2 separate regions of the Mus musculus genome follow, and region 2 is linked to region 1. The links are chromatin contacts, called in public Hi-C maps. All regions are on one chromosome and are shown on one strand. Each heading gives the region's core, a stretch centred on a gene start, on an enhancer-like site or on the middle of the called end of the contact. The rest is flanking DNA. Distances are from core to core; before and after follow the strand shown. Region 1 overlaps Ptprn2 (protein tyrosine phosphatase, receptor type, N polypeptide 2). Region 2 overlaps Ptprn2 (protein tyrosine phosphatase, receptor type, N polypeptide 2).

What was found. Hi-C and Micro-C count contacts between places; a contact is called where the count stands out from the background.
Region 2: a contact with region 1 is called in a Hi-C map of the N1E-115 cell line, with 5 times the contacts expected there. The contact joins two enhancer-like sites. A contact is called at or near these places in 1 of 39 promoter capture datasets (hippocampal neurons), 12 of 484 Hi-C or Micro-C datasets (the N1E-115 cell line, brain, cortical neurons and 6 more) and 16 of 115 datasets of contacts at active chromatin or transcription factors (astrocytes, craniofacial prominence, differentiating embryonic stem cells and 9 more).

Annotation. Positions count from the first base shown.
Region 1 is chr12:117,051,352-117,056,877 of GRCm38.p6, forward strand. All of the region lies in intron 12 of Ptprn2 (protein tyrosine phosphatase, receptor type, N polypeptide 2), which reads left to right. Among named protein-coding and RNA genes, the nearest start is that of Gm10421, 97 kb to the right of the region's middle. Within about 2 kb of position 2,685, at least 69 of the 459 cell types and tissues checked have an H3K27ac peak or open chromatin away from gene starts, as enhancers often do. A contact at or near this core is called in the N1E-115 cell line, where this site is marked.
Region 2 is chr12:117,151,796-117,157,321 of GRCm38.p6, forward strand. The region is part of intron 12 of Ptprn2 (protein tyrosine phosphatase, receptor type, N polypeptide 2); the gene reads left to right. Among named protein-coding and RNA genes, the nearest start is that of Gm10421, 3.3 kb to the left of the region's middle. Within about 2 kb of position 2,241, at least 31 of the 459 cell types and tissues checked have an H3K27ac peak or open chromatin away from gene starts, as enhancers often do. A contact at or near this core is called in the N1E-115 cell line, where this site is marked.

The DNA of each region.
Region 1 (5,526 bases), core at 1,435-3,934:
ATGTGGATCTCAGGGATCAAACTCAGATCATCAAGATTGGTGGCAAGTGCCTTCACCCACTGAGCCACCTCACTGGCTGCACAAAGGCATGTTAATACTTTCTTTGAAAACTTGTGATTTTTTCCATATCCAAACTTTAATATACTTGGCATTGATCTACATGTGCCATGGAAGCCAAGCCCACTTTACCTTCTTTTTTCAGCATGAACTTCGAAAACATTCCTTTTCCCTAGTGACCCGTTTGTTACCCTAGCTGTCTTCCAAAGCCCCCCTTCCTAGCAGAGCAGGTGGGATCCTTGGGATATGTAATGGCCCAGCTTTGGGGGGTGGGGATCCTCTGTACTGTGGCTTCTCAAAATGTTCTGGTGACTCCTGGTCTGAGCCATGATCAACATGAGAGGCTTAAAGCTGTGTAATTCAGCATGAGAAATCTGACACGTGAAGATAATTGGACAGTTGGGGGGCTGATCAAAGGACCCACAAAAGGGTAAATCACCTCATGTGCTACCTCAAAATGACGTAAGAACAAGGGAGTGCTCTCAGACTATGGTTTGCAGAGGATAGCTAAAGGAGGGCCTTTTCTGCATCTTCTCTTGCTAGCCACGTACGTTGTACGTTCTCTAAAGCAGTAAGCCCTTTGCTTTACGTGAAATGTCCACTGCCAGGAGCAAAGAGATGATTCTCTCCCCCTTGTATGGAGAAGATAGAATTATGTGCCTGTCTCATATCTGTGACTCGTCTGCTTGTTGAAAACAGACCTTAGAAGAGAAAGAAGACATCGGCCAGGTGGGTCCTCACAGAACAACCCTCCACCATGTGTCAGGGTCCTGATGGGACCGCCACAAGTCCTCAGCGCACCACCCATGCCAAGGACAGCATTCCCCTGCAGGGTGCAAACTGCAAGTCCTTGGGCACTGAGGTCAAATTAAAAGTGAATACACTCACAGCAGGGCAAGACTAACCATAATGTATTCATTTCACATAGCACACCTTCTTTATCCATGGGATTCCAAGCTCTTCCCCTTAGGCTCCCCTTACCACCATGCTCAGCCCTTCCCTTGATATCTTGCTCTGCTGTTAATGGGCCTCCTACTCACACCATTCCTCTTCCTAGCATCTTATCTCTCCCTCTAACTCCAGCCTAGCTATTACTGCTTCTCCCACTGGCCATTTCTCCTCTACCTAATGGTGGCAGGCTAGGTCCAGGGAGCCTCATGCAGCTCTGCAGAGAGATTAGTGCACATCCTTAACAGGCAATGTTGGTGTGAACCTACAGGGCACTGTGATTACCCCCAAGACCAAATCAGCATAAGACAAGCAGCAATGGAATTCTTCCTCTGTAATTTCTTGTTTGTGAACAATTAGTTCTCTGAGGACTGTGATGACCTGCATGGGGGACTCCTGGTGCAGAGACATAGGATATAGTCACCAGGATAAAAGAGGACTGTGGTGACCTGTGTGGGGGACTCCTGGTGCAGAGACATAGGACCTAGAAAAAAACACCTGGTGGTTCTTCATCACAGGCCCTACTTATCAACAAGTTAACCTCCCTGCAACAGCCTTCAAACTGTGTGTGTTAAGCAACAACTGCTTATTATTCAGTGTAGCTTTCCAAAGAAAACCAGGGTATTGCAGATGTAAATATGTGTTCATTAGTTGTTCCCACAGCCACCTCAGTGAGCAATCCCCAACTGTCACATATACACGCATGGCCATACCTCCCAAGGGACCCATAGCCAGTGACAAGGAAGAACAGAGCTTAGAGAGAGGCATGCTAGGATCCCTTTGCATGAGGGGAGTTCGGTGTGGCCCATGTGCTAGAGAAGGTGGCAAAGACACCAAGCCAGGGAGTCCATATGCAGGCGCTGAAGGCCATCCAAGGAAGCCGTGCAAGGCCCTAGTGGCCACCATTGCGCTGTTTCCTTGTAATTATACACACCTCGTGTGCTTGCTTTTGAAGACATTAATTGCATGATTAGTTTTATGATTTCTTCTGATTACCAATTAAGTTACCTTTCTTATTTCATACATACCATTAGACCGTACAGTGGTGCTTTTTTAATTTCTCACTTAGCAGGGGTTCTCACACATCTGAAGGCTACATTACCCTCTCAATAAACAGAGAGGGTTTAATTTTCTGTGCAAGTATTGGTGTGGACTTGGCAGGATGATGTTTCAGATTTTATGCTATCAAGAGTGACATTTAATTTTATAGGGGGGTGGAAATCTTGGTTGTCACTGTCACAGCAATGTTCACAGAGCATGAGCTGAGAAACGTGTAGAGACCAGAGCCCGTGGTCCCACACTCCTGGCCTGCGTACAGTTGTCATGTTTCCTTTCTCTGAGGAGTCCATCTCTAGTCCTTCTCCCTTTATTTGCATTGGTTAATATGTCTGATTCTCCTAAGCTAGGCCCACAAAGGCCTTTGTGCAGGGCACTCTCCTGAGGTTGGTACATTCAGGCAGGCGTCTGTACAAACTGTTTTCCTTACACACGATTCGCACAGGAGTTTGTGCAGTGAATTCTCCTCCTCGGCGGGGTTGAGAAGGTGAGAAGCTGCAGCTGTACGGCATAGAGTGAGCGCCCCACATCGCCTGCAAAGAAAAATCCAAATGTAATCAACAGACGGTCAGGTGGAGGAGACTAATTGGATTGCTCTGAAATGACTCCATAAACCGGGAATGTGTGGGTGGAGGCAGGGTTTACCCATGTGATTCAGCGGTCCCGATTCACAGCGGCACACACAAAGGGGCTGCGAAAATGCTGTTTATAATATTGTGTATGGGTTGGAGACCCGCAGGTTGATTTAAAATGTATGTATAGTTCCAGGGCTCTGACAGCCAGGCCGCCCTGGAGGGGGAGCCGCTGGGAGGTCTAAGATACTTTTAATTGGATGTGGCTATAGAAAGAGAAAGTTCCAATTTCGATGTTGATCCTTGAAGTATTAGCTCGACAAAGCTTTGCATTGTGGTGCACAGAGAAAGGAAGGAGGACGAAAGGGGTGGGGGACACACTGTCCCTGCAGTACCATATGCTCTTCTGCGGGCCCACGAGGGCTACACACTTTCCTAGGGAAAAGTGAAAACCTGGGATGTTCCCACCACACACAGGGAGGGTACCCTAGTACCTCAACGCTATGATTTTTTTTCATAAATTGTACAAAAAATCATCACAGGGTTCCTGGGCACTCTTTATTTACCCCAGGCATGGGTGTTTAGCCACTCTGGCTCTTTCTAAATTCTGCTCCTTGTATTGTCTCTGCTCCTGAATTATGTATGAGCCTGAGTCTGTCAGTCCCTGAGCACAAAGACCACACTGGGCCTCTGGCACCCCTCAGTCTCAGTAATTACTGCTCCTTAAGGGCCAGTGTCCCTGCCCCAGTGTATTTTTGTGTATTTTTTAAAGACTAATTTAGGATTTCTTTAGGGGAGTTTTTCAGAGTCATCGTGTGTGGGGTGGGAGTGGGGAGGGCTCATTACCAGTGTTTCATGTAAGCCAAAATACAATATTATAAGTTAAAATTTAAAACTATTAAGAACAACAACAACAATAACAACAACAACAAAAAAAAGAGTTGGTAACATGAGTGGGTGCTGAAGAAGACCCACAGTGTAGTGCTCTGACTTCCCATCAAGCCCTCGGGTGGGGGTGGGCAGCTTGATCGGCTTGCCATCAGCTTCACCGTGGGCAGGGGGAAGGCGTGAAGGCAGGTGCCAGGGGTCCCACTCCAGGAGCTAGCTCTCCAACACCCGAATCTCTGTCCTGCAAGCATGTTGGTGTCAGTGGCCAATAGTGCTTGTGATGTTCCCTAGTAGCACATGGGAGGGACCTCCATGTAGGGTGGGCTCAACCAGCAAGGTCAGTTAGGAGGAGCAGTAGTTCCCCCTCACTCACACATGTCACCGGGAGACCCAAGCAGGCTGTGTACTGAGCCAGGGGCCTTTACCAGGGAACTTCCAGATGCTTGCCCTGGCTGCTCCCAGGAGAGTCCTGGTCTAGTGCTTCATTGGAAGGAAAACTGCTGGTTCCCAGTGGGGCCTGTGATGGGGACTTCTTCCAGGATCCGTGGTCTTTGGATGTGAATATCACTGCCAACAGTGTTCCTTCTAGCAGCTGCTTCCCAAGCTGGAACTCGGAGGGGCAAGGTGACTCTGGGCACACGGGAGTGGAGCATGGCCCCCTCTTTCAGTCCTTCGGAGCCAGGTGGTTCCACCTAGAACACTTGTTTATCCTGATCACTGCAGTTCTTATTTAGTGTACTGTGATGGGAGGGATAAACCATCACACCTTGCCTTCCCATTGGCTCGTCACATCAATACCCTTAAGTTCTACGTCAGACGATGCTCTACGGGGTCCATCTGTACAGTGTTCCTTCTGCAATTTGCTGTGCAAGCCAGGTGTCATTGGGTGGAAACTATGCCGAAGGGCAAGCAAGCATCCTACCACTGCCCCCATTCTTCTGACCTCGTGGTTGGTTCTTGGGCTGCGTCTTGTCCTCGTCTACACAGTTCTGACTGCCCCACCTCCACTGTTTCCGGCCCTTCCCTCATTATTTTCGAAGAGCTGAGCGAGTCAGGCTGATATGGCCACTGGTTCTGCTCTGTTGCCCCCAGTGTGGATTTTAACTCTGCTTTTGTAGCTTTAATTTCCTTACTCTTTCTTCATCTCCCCCAGTTCCTGCTCTTTGCCTTCATAACTTGATAACAGCCTAGCTTTTATTAAGCTGCTGTTTCTCATCGCACTGTGTCTTGGCTCCCACATTACTAACTCTGTCCCTGCGCCTTCTTTGGGCCGCGCAGGCAGCCAACCTCTTCTGGCCGTGTTTGTGAATATGTTCGCGAGGCTATTGCTTCAAAGCATGGGATACTGTGGCCTTTCCTGCCTTACAAATAGTCTCCCCAGATGCCCAGTAGATGGTTTTTAATCTTTTCTCTTTACTCAAGTCAAGAAGCCCCACACAGCTTCTTATTCTGACACAAGATGAGAAATGTGTTAGTCCCCTGGCTCAGGTCCCTGTCCACTCCTCTGTCAGAAGGATTCTCTTCCAGACACATGGCTCATGCATGGAGCAGGGAGATGGTTGATGCGCTCAGCCGAGGACAATCCCTGGATTCTGATGTATGTTTTAGACAGCTTTAGTGAAGTATAATTGATCTGTGATAAAATAGCCAATTAGATGCATTTAAAATATATTACATTTTCAACTAACTCATGGGGGTGGGCCATGATATACAAATGAAAGTCATAGGACAATTTGCAGGGACCAAACCATCTTACCCATCATTGTTGGATGCATTTTTGACAACTGTAATTGGGTTGGCAACCACCATGATGGAGACGGATGATAGCATTTGTTGTCCCAAAATGCCCCCGTGACCTCATCTATATCAGATCCAGTCCCTTTGAAGCCAGCACCCACAGATCTGCTTTCTGAGACTGTGGCCTCACCAATGTCTCCTGTGAATGGAAACAATGAAACTCACACAGTGGGCCTCATCCACTTTCATTTGTCATTTGCTTGAAGAT
Region 2 (5,526 bases), core at 991-3,490, 100 kb after region 1:
GGCGGCAGGTCCCCTCCTCAGACTCCAGGTCTCATGTTCTCCTGTGCCAGAGCTCCTCCTGGGAATGGAACGCAAGGCACTGGGCACTCAAGTAGGCTGGGCTCTGAGGATGATTATAGGATTTGAGAAAAAACACCTCGGTCCTGGTCTTTGCCAGGACAGGCCTTTAGCTAACTGGCCTCCGTGCCCTGCAGAGTCCTGGGCCTGTTGAGGGCGCAACAGAAAGGGACCACTCTAGCAAACCTGATGGAGCGCCTCCGGGTTGCCATGCCGCAACCGATTTTAAGCAGGGGGTGGGGTGAGTGGGGGTTGGTGAGATGGGAGAGTGAGGGTTGGTGTGGGGGGGGGAGGGTCTGCAGGGCCTATCCTCTAGCATAGGGGCATCCCATACCCAAGAGACTATTGGGGAAAGCCCAATTTATACTCTTTGCCACCCCTCAAACTCAGCTTTCCCATGAAGTTACCAACTGCCTCTTCCAAACCACTCAGGCCTACAGGATTGGTGCAGGTTGTGCCACCGTCTCAGGCCTCTGGGGAATCTCTCCTTCAGCCCCTGTAAATTAAAGCTAAACAAAAGAGTTTAAGCCGGTGACCAGGGGAAGTCGTCCTTGGGAAGAGCACCAGCTTAAGCAAGCACTTGGTAGCACTGGACCCTCCTTTTGGGAGCCTGGTCCTTTCCAGGCTGTGGAGCTCCAGCCTCTTGCATTAGGCAGGTCTGGGGCTTCGCCCAGGTGGATGAAAAGGCAAGGCGGTACCAGCCTTTCCTGGCCCGGCCTGCAGTGGGGGCTGCGGAGTTTGTTCTAGGGTCCAGGAATTGGCTCTGCAGCCTCTCAGTGTGAGGCAGCAGGGTGGGAGTGGGGGGGTGTCGACCGTGCAAGCCTTCGTCTCCAGCTGTCCCAAGTGCCGGGAACAATGGGAAGGCGGCAGGAGAAGGGATTGGGGGGGGGGATGCGTCGGGGTTTCCTGAAAAAGAGCCCTCCGCAGACTGTCATCTGTGTATGACAAAATCTGCTCCCCCACACTTTCCTTTCTTCCCCTTGTTCCTGCAGCTGTGGGTCTTGAAGAGCGTATTGTACGCACAGATGTTGGGTTTCGCTCTTAGGCTCCTGGCCGCTCTGTGGGGGCGCAGCGCACCAGGGTGTCCAACCTGTGGCCATGCCCGGGGCCAAACAAGGGTTGGGGAGGAAGACTGTGGGAAGGGAAAGTCCGGGAGCCTCATGCAGAGAGTCGGAACCCAGAGGAGGACTCTAGAGACCGCTTGGCTAGCATAAACCCTCTGGAGTCCTGCCCCAGGTCTGCGCTCACGTCAAGTAATTGGGTAGGCTCCAGCGACTGGAAAGGTAGTCCTGTATCCTACACACAGGCCCCCGGGGGGTCGGGCGGCCATCTACGGTGATGACAAGAGCTTAAAGATGAAGAAAGAAATGCTTTTCACTGCTGCCTCAGTCAAACATATTGGGCTGGTAGTCCCACAATTGGCCTGGACCGAGTGGTGGCAAAGTCTCATTAGCACCTGCTTTCAACAGACTGCTCCCTATGAGCATCTGAGTCTTAGAAACTGGGGTTCATGTACAGTATGTGGTGGTGGGAGGATGGGGATGGGGGAGTCCCTTAGGTAATTAATGTGCTTCTGTTTGGAAAGGCGAGAACGGGCTCGGTTTACCGTAATTTTTTTTTTCTCCTGGAGAGTCTCTAGGAAATACTTCCCCTGCCATAAGCAAAGGTCACAGTAGGGCCATGAGGGGCGACTTTTCTAGTTGAGGCTTCATTCCCTCACCCTAATGCTACTCTGAACTTGGCCAGAAAGAAGTGCAACTCGGGAATGAAAGAAAGAAAGACTGAAAGAAAGAACCGGTAAAGGCCCAGGCTCCGGCGCGGTACCAATGACTGACAAAGCTTATGTCCATTCATAGTCTTGGGCGGATGAGGGTGTACGGAGAGCCGCGGCCCCTTAGCCAATTGCTGTCAGCAACATGTGGGGGGGGGGGGGAACGACATCGCTATAGCAACCGGTGGCTGGGCCGCGAGCCGCGCCGCCGTCGCCGGCCGGGTGCGCGCGGGGCCGGATATAAGGCGGGGCGCGGCGCCCGCGCCGGTTGGAGCTGCGCGCGCGGCCAGCCGCCTTGCGGGGACCGTCCCGAGCCCGGCCCTGCACCCGCCCACGCAGCGTCAGGACCCGGTGCGCCTAGCCAGGGGGCCGGGTTGGGGCGGAGCACGCCGGGCCGCACCGGCAGGCCTCGCAGAACTGCCTGCACCCTCGGCTCGGAGCGAGTGCTACGGCGCGCCACCGCTGGGACGCGCGGCACCTTTGTTTCCACCCGCCTCCTGAGAAGTTTGTGGTCAGAAGCAGGATGGCCCCTCTCGTCAGTGGCTTCAATGCAGGGAAGCAGTTGGTTGCGATGATGGCGCTGTCGCCAGCGGCCGCTGAGCCCCGAAGCGGCTTAGCAGGGCGCACACCCCCACCTCCTGCTTTCTTGGGCATCAAGCGTCCTCCCTGCTGCAGGTAACCAGGGATGGCCAGCCTTGTCGTGGCACTGAGAGGGGCGGTCGGGTGGGCCCTGGCAGAGGAGACAAGAGTGGGGTGGGGCAGAAAGGATCAAGAGTAGATACCCCCCCGGCCATCACCAAGCTTAGTGCTGGCAGGGCGCAGAACAGAACCTTCCAAGGGTTGAGGGTGTGCTTGAGGGCCCCAGATACAGGACTGGGCGTCTTGCCTAGTTCAGAGGGTAACTGACTTGCCACAGGACACATGTCAAAGGTCCGGCCAACAGGAAATACCACCTTTGGAATTATCTCCAGGTGGGTCTGAGGCGGAGTGCCCACGATGGTAGTTCTTTCTGAGCGCACAGATTAGAAGGGAGAGACAGAGGAGACTTCCCCAAGGGATAATGGGATAGTGGTCTGTAGGACTTCTCTTGAGTACTCCTCTCGGCTTGTCATAAGGCTGGGCCTCTGGGAAATTCAGAACTTGAAGAAAACGGCCTCGAGGATGAGAGGAGATGGAGACATACGGTATGATGAGCAAAGAGGGAGGATGGATGAAGGACAAGATGAGCAGCTAGCATAAAGGGGACTGGTCTGGGGACGTTTTCCTCTGGCAGCATTTTGGAGATCTCTTTACTCTCTCCTTTCTGGGGTCCCGGGTGTGCTTCTGTGCCATTTGATAGTCCCAGCTGGCGGCGAGTTAAGAGGACCAAGTGGGCCCGGGGCGGAGCGTTCAGAGAAGCAGGTGGGGGCGGCCCAGGAAAGTGAGGAGTCCTCTGACTCCCCAATCCCAGCCTCTCCAAGAATCACCTTTGAGCTTCTACCTCCCTGCCCCAGAGGGATCCTACACTTTCTCCCACCCTTATCTATCCGAGACCCCCACCCCCCGGGCGCGCCAGGTGGGGCGGTCGCGTACTCGCCAGAAAAACTTCTGACTCAGAGCTGTTAGAACAAGAGCTTATTTATTTCATTTCTGACTAATGGTTTGGTTCCTAAAACCCGCCTGTTTTGCGGTTAAAGAAGCTGCGCCCCCAGACATCTGGGTAGCCCCCAAATCAGCATCATTGACTTTTAAAGCCGAAGTCCCTTTGCGTCTTCGTTGCAACGCGACGCTCCAGGCTGGACTGCTTTAAAGAAGAGGGGTCAGTATAAGGATTGCCAGGGCCCTGTACGTGGTAGAACTAGGTGTGTACTGCAGTCCACCTGTCGAGCCTCACCGTGCCTCTGCCTGCCTGGGTCCTATCCCACTCAGTTTCTGCTCAGTTCTTCAGTTGTCCATCGAAGTCAGCAGACCTCGGGCTTTCTTAGGTACCAGGCATTGCGTGTTACTGCTGGAAACCGAGAGTCTTCCCGATCTGGTGTAAAGGGCTTAGTGGTCCAAATGGTTTTCACCAAGCCAGGATGACAGATTTTAGGAATCAAGCAAATATGAGGAAGCAGAGAAAGGAGGTTAGGGTTAGTGCCCACCAGCCCCCAGCCTAGATGCTCCACTCCTAAAGTGCACAGTGGCCCAGCTGGGGAGTGCTAGTCGGCCACGGTAGCGCTGCGGTGCTTTTGGTATTTTGGGGTGGGTACGGGCCTTGTTGGGGACATTTACGGCTCCTGCGAGCGCGCTTTGTGGCCAGGGAGGCTGGGCTGTGGCATTGTCCCAGCTAGGACCCTCTGGGGCTGTGAATACTGGAGGCTCCCGGGAACCCACGACCTTTTGTGTCCTGCGCCATGGTCTGATCTCCACGACCTCTACAGAGATCTTGGGAATTAGTGAGGGGGAAGGGACAGGGAAACCGGGGTGAGAAAGCAGAGGCCTGTGAGGGTCAGCCTCCCCGTGTGGGGGAGGGGACTTGTGACTGCCGCCATCCAGCTTCTTAGTCCCGCGCTTGACTCCTTCCACAACCCGGTATTGACCAGCTGGGCAAAGCTGGGCAAAGCCAAGGCCTTTACGGGCATGAGAGCGAGTTAAGCTAAAATAAGATATTTCAGTCTTGAAGGTAGTTGATTCTTGGGGTTGGGGCTAGTTCAGGACTGGACTGGGACAGTACGGCCAAATATCCCTCTCCAATACCAGGACATCACCCTAGAAAACTCCTGAACACTCCAGGCCTCAGGCACTAAACAAGCCAAAATATTGGCCTGCGAAGTGTTCTGAGGGTACCCGCTGCCCAGTTTTGAGTTCTGATGTAAAGAAAACGCAGCCAGTGGATCGGAAAAATGCAAGGGGGCAGGTTCCCTCTTTGGATAGATCCATTTGGCCTCTTCTCTGCTAGCTTAGCTGGTTCTTCCACCCTGTTGTGGTTAACAAGCAACATTAAAAATGAGTTCAAAGAACTCTCTCCTCCTTTTCAACATCAAAATCATGAATCTTCCCTCATCTTAAAACAGAGCGCTTTTTTCTAGAACAACTATTTTAGGAGTGTTTCAAGATAGCAAATAAGTTATTATCTTTTGTATATTCACTTATGTATATGCCTGAGATTTTTCAACAAACAGCCTATTTTTAAAAACAGCACATAACTTGTTTTCATTAAAGTTTATGCTTAAAAATAATTATTTCTTGGGAGATTCTTCTGCTCATATAAGCTTTTTTTTGTGGCTATTTGAATGGCAGATTTGCAAGTACAATTTCATCTGTAGAGGGGAACAATAGCTTTCAGCCGCACAAAGGCCTTCTCCCACCCTGAATTCAGACCGCAATGCCTCTTGCTCTGATAATAGCTTCTGAAAAGATTTTGTAATGCAGAGAATTAATACATGATTATTTCCGCCTGACTTCTCTCATTTATTAGAATTCTGTGGCAAATTCCAAATTAAAAATAGTTCAGTTAACAGCTTTAAAAAATACTCTTAAAATATTTCAAGACACTCCTCTCCCCCTCCCCATTTTTAAGTTTGGTCACTTGTCCAGGCTTGAAAAATATTTTGCTAAAAACTGTGATCAGTTTTAAAGTGGTGGTAACCATATTTTAACAAATTTAATCTTAGTAAAATTAAAAAGAAATTTCCAAATGATTCTCTAAGATACTGGCTCATCTAGCAGATCAAAGA